Regions from separate parts of the Mus musculus genome. Here regions 1, 3 and 4 are each linked to region 2. Evidence: chromatin contacts called from public HiChIP or PLAC-seq and promoter capture Hi-C data. All regions are on one chromosome and are shown on one strand. Each heading gives the region's core, a stretch centred on a gene start, on an enhancer-like site or on the middle of the called end of the contact. The rest is flanking DNA. Distances are from core to core; before and after follow the strand shown. Region 1 overlaps Slc25a13 (solute carrier family 25 (mitochondrial carrier, adenine nucleotide translocator), member 13). Region 2 holds the start of Sem1 (SEM1, 26S proteasome complex subunit). Region 3 has its middle 4.6 kb from the start of Gm20619. Region 4 overlaps Slc25a13 (solute carrier family 25 (mitochondrial carrier, adenine nucleotide translocator), member 13).

What was found. Promoter capture Hi-C pulls out the DNA fragments that hold promoters and counts their contacts. HiChIP or PLAC-seq counts read pairs in DNA pulled down with a chosen protein or histone mark.
Region 1: an H3K4me3 HiChIP or PLAC-seq map of embryonic basal ganglia shows a contact between it and region 2, with 3 times the contacts expected there. The contact joins the enhancer-like site here to the promoter of Sem1 in region 2. A contact is called at or near these places in 7 of 39 promoter capture datasets (the 3T3-L1 cell line, the C10 cell line, cranial neural crest and 2 more), 6 of 115 datasets of contacts at active chromatin or transcription factors (astrocytes, bone marrow-derived macrophages, embryonic basal ganglia and 3 more) and 1 of 9 other capture datasets (pancreatic islet).
Region 3: a contact with region 2 is called in a promoter capture Hi-C map of liver, with 2.6 times the contacts expected there. The contact joins the enhancer-like site here to the promoter of Sem1 in region 2. A contact is called at or near these places in 4 of 39 promoter capture datasets (the 3T3-L1 cell line, the C10 cell line and liver), 1 of 15 datasets of contacts at CTCF or cohesin (the NIH/3T3 cell line) and 5 of 115 datasets of contacts at active chromatin or transcription factors (craniofacial prominence, embryonic stem cells, neural tube and 1 more).
Region 4: a contact with region 2 is called in an H3K27ac HiChIP or PLAC-seq map of embryonic stem cells, with 4 times the contacts expected there. The contact joins the enhancer-like site here to the promoter of Sem1 in region 2. A contact is called at or near these places in 8 of 39 promoter capture datasets (the 3T3-L1 cell line, the C10 cell line, embryonic stem cells and 1 more), 7 of 484 Hi-C or Micro-C datasets (the C10 cell line, the HL-1 cell line, bone marrow-derived macrophages and 2 more), 14 of 115 datasets of contacts at active chromatin or transcription factors (DN3 thymocytes, the NIH/3T3 cell line, astrocytes and 7 more) and 2 of 9 other capture datasets (embryonic stem cells and macrophages).

What each region holds. Positions count from the first base shown.
Region 1 is chr6:6,162,081-6,164,780 of GRCm38.p6, forward strand. All of the region lies in intron 3 of Slc25a13 (solute carrier family 25 (mitochondrial carrier, adenine nucleotide translocator), member 13), which reads right to left. Among named protein-coding and RNA genes, the nearest start is that of Slc25a13, 54 kb to the right of the region's middle. Within about 2 kb of position 1,436, at least 17 of the 459 cell types and tissues checked have an H3K27ac peak or open chromatin away from gene starts, as enhancers often do. A contact at or near this core is called in embryonic basal ganglia and embryonic forebrain, where this site is marked.
Region 2 is chr6:6,577,378-6,580,077 of GRCm38.p6, forward strand. Sem1 (SEM1, 26S proteasome complex subunit) reads right to left here and starts at 1,281. Exons shown (of 3, transcript NM_009169.2): 1 at 1,102-1,281. The coding sequence starts at 1,177.
Region 3 is chr6:6,242,698-6,245,431 of GRCm38.p6, forward strand. No RefSeq gene overlaps it. Among named protein-coding and RNA genes, the nearest start is that of Gm20619, 4.6 kb to the right of the region's middle. Within about 2 kb of position 1,319, at least 7 of the 459 cell types and tissues checked have an H3K27ac peak or open chromatin away from gene starts, as enhancers often do. A contact at or near this core is called in liver, where this site is marked.
Region 4 is chr6:6,138,780-6,141,479 of GRCm38.p6, forward strand. All of the region lies in intron 4 of Slc25a13 (solute carrier family 25 (mitochondrial carrier, adenine nucleotide translocator), member 13), which reads right to left. Among named protein-coding and RNA genes, the nearest start is that of Slc25a13, 77 kb to the right of the region's middle. Within about 2 kb of position 1,287, at least 8 of the 459 cell types and tissues checked have an H3K27ac peak or open chromatin away from gene starts, as enhancers often do. A contact at or near this core is called in embryonic stem cells, where this site is marked.

The sequences.
Region 1 (2,700 bases), core at 186-2,685, 420 kb before region 2:
TTTTTAAAGCACTGATTCCTACATCTTTTCTGCTCCTTTAGTTAAGGCTGGTTGAGAAGGCTTCGACTTTATTAAAATAGCAAATGAAGGATAATGGGAAGATTAAGGCACAGAAAAGCAATCACTCACTGAAAAGCCAGCAGGTGAGCCATCTGTCAGCTGCTCTAAGTGGCCACTAAGGCTGTTGATTCTCCAGTCTCCGGTTCTTGTCTTGCCTTCCCTCCAAAAAATGGAGTGGTCAGGCAGTGAAGGGCGAACAAACGAGGGAAAAAGAATACAGTAGGGACCGAGCAGCTCAAGTGGGAAGGCAGGGACACGAGGAGCTTTTCCATGGCCACTGGTGTACCGGCTGAGGCTGTTCCTGTACCCAGATGAACTCTGAATAATCAGTCCTTTTAAATGCACAGAGACCAGACCAAGCAACATGCAGAGCACAGGCTGCAAACTCTTAGCTCACCAAACTGCAGCTCCCTGGGCTCAGAGGCAGAGTCCCCTAAAGCGTCCAAGGCTCTCAGGCAGGTGCGGCCCACCGAGCAGTGATTTTCTTCATGGAGAATTTCAGTACAAGACGGTTGTGCCTCTGCTCAAACCGCATTTAACAAAAATCCAAATTGAGCAGGATGAGTTTTATTGGACGACACTGACTGCTGTTCTCAGTGGATTTTTCTGAATGTCTGAACTCAGGTAATAATAATTAAAACAATACTCTAAAACTAATAAAAGTCCCCTAAGCTCACACAGGAAGTCACAAGGGCAAATAGGCTGGGGTTTTTGGTTGATGGGTGGGTTGGGTTTTGTTTTGTTTTGTTCTGTTCTGGTTTTGCCTTTGCCAATGGTGAGTTTCTGTTTCCTCACTCAGCTTTACAGAGTATAAATAATAAGCATTAACTGAAATCATGCTTCGACATATTAAATCAAGTTACACCGATTTCCCATGAGAAGCATTTTTTAATTGCTTACAAATATTTTAGCATTTTCTGTCATTCAATTGTAATTTCTATGTTTGGGATAAAAGTACACCAAACTCCCTTTTGGGGTGACGTAATATAAACCCCAGGAAAAGCAAACTGTAAACGACGGGAAAAGCCCCTAAAACCATACAGTGATGCATGGTGTGGACAAAAAGCCAGAACACCACCCCAAATCTCACATTCATATCTGCTGCGCCAGCTGAATTCAAATTAACCCAATTTTTACATGTTAATTAAACCAGCTATTTTCTTCTTATTGTATTTTTGCTTCTTAAATAGTAGAGTCTAGGAGTGATTCCCAACAGACTGGTTCCAACAACAATGACGTATTCATTTACTTCTATTGTGACCATACAATACAGTAACTGAGCAGTAATTTTTCACAGTCAATTACATGTGTGGCTCTTTATGCTTAAAGATGCTGAAATAATGTGTACTATAGAGCCATATGCCCGAGTCTCTAGCCTGCCAGAGGCAGTTGCCTGGGTAACACATTTTCTCTCCAGTTCAGCATAACCCTTCATTGAATATCATTAGGTGTCATTAAATAGCAAACATTAACATGAACTTCAATATACGACTTGCGTAGAGTCATTTTACCCATGTAAACAAGTGTCCCATCAGTTACAGTAAGTTTAAAACAGATTATGATTTTCTATATTTAAGAACATGAAAAACTGGGTACATGTTGATCCTAAATTGAATTTGCACAAATTTCTGGTCAAATGAAAAATGAGACTTAGTTTCAGGGACAATACTTCTCATCAGCACTGTCATAGCATCCCAGGTAAACAGAGACGGCTGAGGTGCTTTCAATTTACTCCGAGTTGCAAAGGAAAAAAAATACTAATTCTCCTCTCAAAGCGTTATATTCTTTTCTAGCAGGAATGAAAGAGAGGATGCCCCCACCTTCAGCAACAAAAGAAATTTAAAGACCGTGCTTAGATAGCAAGAGGTTTCCAAGCAAATAGAAAGTGTGAGCTGTTTCATGCATCACCTAAAGCATGCTTCTCCATGGACGAAGGCATAACTGACTCCTAACCTGCACGCCCTGAAGGCAGACAACTTATTTCCCAATGCAGACACATTCTGAAATCATTAACATAATGAAACTAATTCATCTCAATTATCTCACATAGTTAAAATATTTTAAATACTCAAAATGTAGTGAAGCACCATATAGTTTCAATTACAGGAATAACTGGTTTGTGCAGAGTGTTCTAGAAAAATGCCTTACTTAATGTAAGTAGCCATCCTGCATAATATGTTAAAAAAAAAAAAAAAAAAGTCACCCTACAACACCAGGAGCAAGCATCTGTGTCTACAGAAACAGTGTTTCTTGCTGCAAACTGTCTCCGATTACACAGACACCTCTTCCCAATTGGCCTACCCCTCCCAAATCAGAGAGTGATGGGGCTTTTGAGACAGATCATGATTGCACATAAACTCAGCCTCTCAGCCTACCCACAACCACGATTGTTTCTCTGTCACTGCACTGTAAAGAGCTACCACAAGAAAGATACACAGTATCTACTTTGCATGGAGGTTTCTACAAAGCAATTAATAGGAAACAAACTGTTGAAGAGATGAGAGGGAGCGACTGTGAGGAGAGGTGGGAGGGGACGCTGCAATTCAGATGTAAAGTTAAACAATTAATCAATTAATTAATTAATGGAAAAAGGAGGAACAAACTTACTACAAAGATAAATACACTTCTGAACAAAAACGC
Region 2 (2,700 bases), core at 31-2,530:
CTTTCACTAAAACTAAAACACTACATTATACTTAGACTAAACGTTCCTGTGATGTGATTTTATGCGCATTGAGATCATGGTGGGGTAACTAAGTACAATTTTTGTCAAGTGATAATTGCTTGATGCCACGTATGTGCACATGACTAACCACAATTCTCTTCCTATGGTCTTCATGGAGACACAGTCTAACTCACTTTTTAGAAACAAGGTAAAATATTTGGGAAATCTACTCAAAACAATTAGCCAATAAAGTAATCAATTTGAAAAACTAATATGGCAAAAAGAGGCCTAGCAAACAGAAGATAACTGCTGAAGTTAAGGACTTTGGTGTAAATTAAGGCGTCTCAGTTTCACCATTTCCGGACAGTGTTGACACTGGGCCTGTTTCTCCATTGTTCCAAACTTCTGTTTCCTTACGTGAATAATAGTAAGTACATTAATACCTACTTCCTATATTTGTGGAAATGGATTGTGCCAATAGAAGCGAAGCACTCACGTTCCCAAGATCATAGCAGGCTCTTCCAACATTAGCTATGTTATTACCTACAATGAGAAAACTAAAGCATCCCTAGCATTGAAGTTAGTTTCGAAGGCAGATGGTTAAGACTTTTATAAAGCTTGGGTTAATTCACGTGACCGTAAATGGAGAGAAGCAGAAATTGAGGCAAAATCTGTAATGAATACAACACACACGAACGACTCTATCATCCCACTTCTCGGGGCTCATTCGCGCTATCCGAGAGGTACACAGCACTGGCTGCCCTGGGCAACAGTGGGACTCTGAAGTTTACTACCAAGGGGAGGCTTGGAAACCGAAGCAAAACAAGAGACTGTGCAGATGCGGAGAGTCCCGGGTTGAAGTTAAAGGGCCACAAGCTCGCAGCACCGTGGGCCCAGCTTCACCTGGTTCCTCCCAGCGACGAGGCGCAAAACACTGGGCCGCGCCATGAAGCGACGGCTACCGGGACGCGGAGGCCGAGGCCGGGGCCCCCGGAGGCCGCGCCCGGATCCGCGCTGCTGGGCCCAGCTCATTCCCGCAGAGAGCAGGCCCGGCGCCGCCCCACCGGAGGCCCCAGGCCCAGCGCGCGGCCTGGCGGTTACCTTCCGCGGGAAACTCCTCGAACTCGTCGTCCTCTTCCAAGAGACCCAAGTCGACCGGCTGCTTCTTTTCGGACATCGCGCCGCGCCAAGACCCAAGCTGCTCGGACCGGCCGCAAAGTCGGAAGCCTCAGTACTCCGGAGGCGCCGATCCTGACAACGCCGGCGCAACCATAGAGACGAGAGGGAAAGAGCTGCGGGGCAGCGCGAGGAATGCTGGGACAGCGAAGGTCCTCCCAGAGCGTCCTGCGGTTGTAGTAGGTCCTCCCGTCTTGAAACAGTGAACTGTTTTGTTTTATAGTGTGTTCGTTCGTTTTATTATTCATATAGTTGCCTACGTGTGAAAGATTTACAGTGTATTAAATTACTAAAGGCCATTATTTAGCTTACAATCACTAACAGAAATCTGGAAAGATAAAGTAACATAAGTTAAGAGCTTATTACATTATTCCACTACTCAAACCTAGCCTTGAGCATGCTGTTAAATATCTCCACATCACAGGGAACCCGGGACCAAAGGCAGCCAGAGGCACTCATATGCTAGACAATTCTGACTGTCCTCCAACCTTTCCTTTGTGCTGTGCTCCTTGACCTTACAATTGTGTTCCGTAGGGTTTCTGTTCTAACTAGTTGACAGGTTGATGTAAAAAATAAACAAGTAAAAAAAAAAAAAAATGATGTAACGTTGTACTGTTGTTCAAAAGATATGATTTGGTTTTGCTTTCTTTGTTTTAATTGTGACCCATGGAAAAGAACAAGACAATGAAAGATAGGAGAAAAGTTAGTGTCTAACCACACAGTAACACGTATTTGCCAGGCTAATAAATCTGTGTTCTATTGCATCTAAAGGGCTCTTATATGAGGTACTTAATTTCTCTTTAGTATAATTTATTTATTTTCAGCACCACACTTAAGGCTATACATATAACACACATAGTTACAGGTGCAAGAATAACTCTATTTGATATATAAAAATTGAAGAAGGTCTATAAGCCCTACTACTGAGGAAGTTGGGGCAGAAGGCATCCTTGGATACAATGAGTGTAAAATCAGGCTGGACAACTTAGTGAAACTGTGTCCCTAAATTAAAAGTAAACAGAGGGCTAGAAATATATCCCCAATGGCTCACTACCCCGTGCCAGAGAATTTTTAAAAAAACATGGGAAAAATGTTTGAACAATTTATGGATATAAATATGAATATTGTATGTTTTTTTAAAAAGATATATCAGAAAGTAGAAAGTGGAACATATTTTGTAAAAAATACTTTATTTTATACAAACACTCTTTCCTAATTCCATTTCCATTGCTATGATAAAATACCCCGGCAAAAAAGCAGCTCAGGGGAGAAAAGCTCATTTGGCTTATAATTCTAAGTTGTACTCCATCACTGCAGGAATGTCAAGGAAGAAACTTGAAGCCGCTCTCACATCCACAGTCAAGAGCAGAGAATAAATGTGTGCTTGCTATTTGGGTGCATCGCTGTCTCTAAGCTTACACAGTCCAGGATCCCTTGCCTAGGGAATGGCTAGCCCATAGTGGGCAGGCCTTTCCATTCCAATTAATGTAATCAAGACAGTGAGTGATAGATATGACCATAGAA
Region 3 (2,734 bases), core at 69-2,568, 330 kb before region 2:
ATGTAGAATTCTTATTTTATTATTTTTGTTGAAGTTTTCATTGTGGAATCTACCATGTATAAGAGAATATATAAAATGTACATGAACATAAATTGTCCCAAAGCAGACCTGAGAAAGAAACACAATGTTGACAGCATACTTAGCGGGATTAAGAAGGATATGTTTTACTCTGAAAATATTTCAAACGTATCACAAAAAATAAGACCGAAATATTCTTCTATACCAGTTATCAATATTAAGTGACTTCTAATATTTTAATTTCATTCTCTTCTTCTTTCTCCTATATATGTTTTTTTCCTTGTAAATCAAGGGTATTTGCTTATATTTATGTACCCATTATCTAATTCTGAATATTTGACTTATTAACTATATATTCTGTAATATATGGGTTAAATTTGTTGATTGGCACTTTTATGGCCTTATAAAATTTCTTACTCAACCACACAGGATCTGCCAAGGATCACATATTGTATTAGTTCTTCTTTCTCTTTCTCCCCATTCCTCTCTCTCTCTTTCTCTTTCTCTCTCTCTCTGTCTCTCTCTCTCTCTCTCTTCTAGGTCTCCCTGTGCTGTTCTAGCTGAACACACACTGCCAGGGGCCAGACCTCCTCTCATTTTGACATTTGAAGTGCTGGATCAGCACTATGACTGGCTCTTACTATGGTGTGACATAGAACCTTCCTAAGCTTTTCCTTCTTGGTTTCTTGTTCATTTGGGGTTTTTTGTTTTTGTTTTTGTTTTTGTTTTTTGTTTTTGTTTTTTTTTTGTTTTGTTTTGTTTTGTTTTGTTTTGTTTGAGACAGGGTTTCTCTTTGTATCCCTGGCTATTCTGGAACTCACTCTGTAGACCAGGCTGGCTTCTTACTCAGAGATCTGCCTGCCTCTGACTCCTGAGTGCTAGGTCTAAAGGCACGCACTGCTGCCAGCATCCTGCCGACCTAAACCTTTCTGGACATTAAGACTTCAGAGAGTATAAGCCAGTTATTTTAAAATATTATTTTTTGTTATTATTGTTGGAGAAACTGAGTTAAGAGTTTAGCAAGAAGACAGTTTAGCAAGAAATACAGCTACAGTTGCACCTGCCCACAAGAGGGAGGAGGATTGTGAATTTGAGGTCAGGCCACAATACCAGGACAGCCTGATTATATAGCAAGACACTAAGTTTTAAATTATCAACTGAGTAAAAAGAAGGAAAGGAGACCCAGGAAGGGTGTCTGATGTATAAGACTAAAGTCCAGAGGTTAGAGCTCTAGCACCCACATACAGTCTAAATGCAGTGGCACACATCTGTAACCCCAAAACTCTGAGAGTGTAGAGAGAGGAAGACCTTTGGAGCTTATTGCAAACAAGCCTACCTGATCAATAGGCGCCAGCTTCAGTGGGATTGACTGTTTCTCACAAAATAAGGAAGAGAGCAATGGAGGTAGAAAACTGAAGCCAACCTCTGTCCTCTGTAACACATGTGAACCTTCATGCACATCCATCTCTCTCTCTCTCTCTCTCTCTCTCTCTCTCTCTCACACACACACACACACACACACACTAAAAAAAGGAAAACTAAGAAACTGATTTATTAAGGACTAATTTCATAGAATTCAGGATTCCTTTGAGACTGCCTTTATATACCCATTAGACTGACCTTAAAAACTATTCCATTTAGTCAAAAAAAGAGCATTAATGTTGGGTTAGGGTTAGAAGGTTAGGGTTAGGGTGTTAAGGTTAGGGTTTGGGTTAGAGGGTTAGAGGGTTAGGGTTCAGGATTAGAGAGTTAGGGTTAGGATTAGAGTGTTAGGGTTAGGGTTAGAGGGTTAGGGTTAGAGGGTTAGGGTTAGGGGGTTAGGGTTATTGGGTTAGAGGGTTAGGTTTAGGGTTAGGATTAGAGAGTTAGGGTTAGGATTAGAGTGTTAGGGTTAGGGTTAGAGGGTTAGGGTTAGGGTTAGAGGGTTAGGGTTAGAGGGTTAGGGTTAGGGGGTTAGGGTTAGGGGGTTAGGGTTAGGGGGTTAGGGTTAGAGAGTTAGGGTTAGAGGGTTAGGGTTAGGGTTAGAGGGTTAGGGTTAGGGGGTTAGGGTTAGGGGGTTAGGGTTAGGGGGTTAGGGTTAGAGGGTTAGTTTTAGGGTTAGGATTAGAGAGTTAGGGTTAGGATTAGAGTGTTAGGGTTAGGGTTAGAGGGTTAGGGTTAGAGGGTTAGGGTTAGGGGTTTAGGGTTAGGGTTAGAGGGTTATGGTTATGGTTATGGTTATGGTTAGGGTTAGAGGGTTAGAGGGTTAGAGGGTTAGGGTTAATGTTAGGGTTAGTGTTACATGGTTAGGGTTAGGGTTAGAGTAAAGACTTTATTTCCATCATACCACATAGCAATAGAGTAAGAATACTCATACTATTTCCATCTCTCAGATAGGGAAGCTAGGAGTGACTTGGCTAATTCTGGAAATCTGTTTCTGTGTAACATAGCCAGAAAGCAGTGGTGCCGGTCGGTGCTCAGGGAACCCCATGTTTGTAACCATCCTTAGCTCATTATCCTTTGTCCTCTAAAACACTTATTATCTGGCCTGGCTGTTATGGATAGCTGTAATCCGGAACAAACACTGCTTAGAAATAATTGGCCTTCTGCACAACTGCCCTTAGCGACATTGGACTTACCACCAACAGGACATGTCTTCTGTCTTGAGCCATGTTCTTCACTTGTCCCCAGGAGACTCTCATAGAATATCCTCATCATCTCATATACAGAGGTAGGA
Region 4 (2,700 bases), core at 37-2,536, 440 kb before region 2:
AGCTGGCCTTCAGTCAGTACAAAGTGACTGCAACTCAGAACTGTGGTTCCAACATAACATAGGCTAAAAATGACCCAAGCTAGGCAAGAGGCAAACTCAAGCATGTGTGTTTGCTGCCCGGAGATTTCCAACAAGTATGGCTGATAATGCACCAAGAAACATGAGCCCTTAGCTTGTAAAACAAATGATCTTGTAAGACTCTGTTGAGCCTTAGCTTACCGGGAATCCCCTTAGTGAACCACGTGGAGCCAGAATCAATGCAAAAGCAAGAGGAATTTTATTTAATCCAGCATGCTGGGGTCACCCTGCACATAGGCAGAGTGATGCCGGGCTGCCCATCCAGGGAGCCTTTATACAGTTCTCAGGGCCACCGCCATTAGGCAAAATATGATTAGCAGAACAGTGTGACTTTTAAACTGATTGGTCTATAGGGAATGAAGTGGGTGGCCAACGGTCTCGGAATGTGTCTTGGAGCTCTGGTGGTTGGTCCCTCCTTCCTGTGGTCTGAGGAATGTAATTAGCCCCTCCCTTCTGGAGCGGAGGGGTACCTATGTTCTTTATGACCTATATCCCCCCCCCCCCAGGAGGGGAGGAGGTCCTGTGGAATTTTCTAACAGCTGAGCTGACCTCTTCAATCTCTACAGGCAAAATGTCAAGTCCAGCCTTGGCCACCTACTACTAACCCAAGATAAACAAAACCCCTAACAAATGTATCTATGAAGTTAAGAGATAAAGATATGAATATAAAAAATAGAGGCATGATACTGTAGCCTTGGATGAGGAAAACGCTGACTGAATATGAAAAATAAAAAAGAAAAAAAGAAAAAAGAAAAAAAAACAGACAAATTAAACATCACCAAAGTTGTTTTTGTAAAGTGTAACATCAAGAGAGTAAAAGATCTCTTATAGTCTAGAGGTGGTGGGTAGGAGGAAATCGTGTATGATAAACTCTGGAATATAGAAAGGGTTCTCACAACTCAGAAATAAGACTAGTTTTTGTTTGTTTGTTTGCTTTGTTTTTTTCCCTGAGACAGGGTTTCTCTGTGTAGTCCTGGCTGTCCTGGAACTCACTCTGTAAACCAGGCTGGCCTCGAACTCAGAAATTTGCCTGCCTCTGCCTCCCAAGTGCTGGGATTAAAGGCGTGCGCCACCACTGCCCTGCAAAAGACTAGTTTTTCACAATTATGTGTATGTGTGTGTGTTTGTACGAGGAGGTTGGAGTGCTGTCATATCCCCTAGAGCTGAAGCTACAGGCAATTGAGAGCTCCATGGCCGTTACTGGTAATTAAACTTGTGTTGAGCCCAGCATGGCCTTGGTGGCGGCAGAGTGACATGGTTCCTGCCCCTGGGACAGGCCCCTGGGATGAGGCTCTGCTAGTGTCAATGGCTGCAGTGGGCATAAAGCTTGTTTATGTATTAATGTACATATTTCCTCATTCCTCCAAGACATGTCCTCCCTGTTAATATAGTGATGCCGTGATAATCTGAGATAGCAGGAGTCCAGGAGTTGAGGATGTGACTAATATCTTGGCAAGACTGGAACCTTCAGGACAATCTTTAGGACTATGGAAAAGAGCTCCAAATATATGATATATTTCTCAATTATGCAAAATATAAGGATGCAATATGAATTATGATGGGCTTCATGAATCTAAAGCAACAAAGGCAGCTACACTAAGAGCCAGCTTGTCAGAAAGATAAAAAGGCAGGCAGATTCCTGAGTTCAAGGTCAGCCTAGGACAGAGTGAGGTTAGGCCCACGTGTAATGGTAATTTCCGGGCAGGGTCCCACCCAACTAGTTTAACATCTATGCTTAACAAAGGTAGACAGATCACTAAATTCTTTTGCAATGTTAAGAACAAAATGTATGCTTGCTGTCTCTTTCTAATCAAAAGGTGGGGTGATGAGATGATTCATAAGATAATCAAAAGCAACCCTGGAGCAAAAGACTAGGTTGATAAGGAAAATGAAACACTGGACCTGAGTTCGGCAAGATACAAGCTATCTAGAGAAGTTTTTAGGATAAAAATTATTGTGTGCGTGCATGTCACAGTATGGCGTGGGTCGTGTGTGTGTGTGTGTGTGTGTGTGTGTGTGTGTGTGTGTGTGTGTGTGCCAGAGGACAACTTATAGAGAGAAAGCAGAACATAGCAACAGACTGGATCAAGAAGAACACAGCTTGGATTCATGATTTGACTTCAAGTCATTCTTTTCACCGCTCCCAGACACCCCTTCTTTCAGAATCCCCCTTCATGCCAAGGTCTGTGCTTGGCAAACTTGGGGCATATTCAGGAACAATATGTGCTCTTAACCGCTGAGCCATCTCTTCAGACCTGACAATTCTACTTAAGATGGACAAAAGATAAAAGGACAGTTTTCAAATGGGAAAAAATAGAAACTAAGGAGACATTTTTCTAAAATAAAAATGGCCCACAAGTACCTAAAGAGGTGTCGCACAGCATTAGCATTGCCAGGGCAGATGAAGACTAATGGCTACCACTTAACGTGGGCATAGAAGAATGTGACAAGTGTTGTTGGGAATGTGAAGACACTGGGACCCACAGGCACTACTGCAAATATGAAATGCAACTTTGGAAAACAGGACACTCAGATTTACTGTATGACTTAACAGTGTTCATTCCAAATGTGCAGCCACAAGAAAGGGAACCACATAGCCACAAAAAGTACGCAGGTGAATGT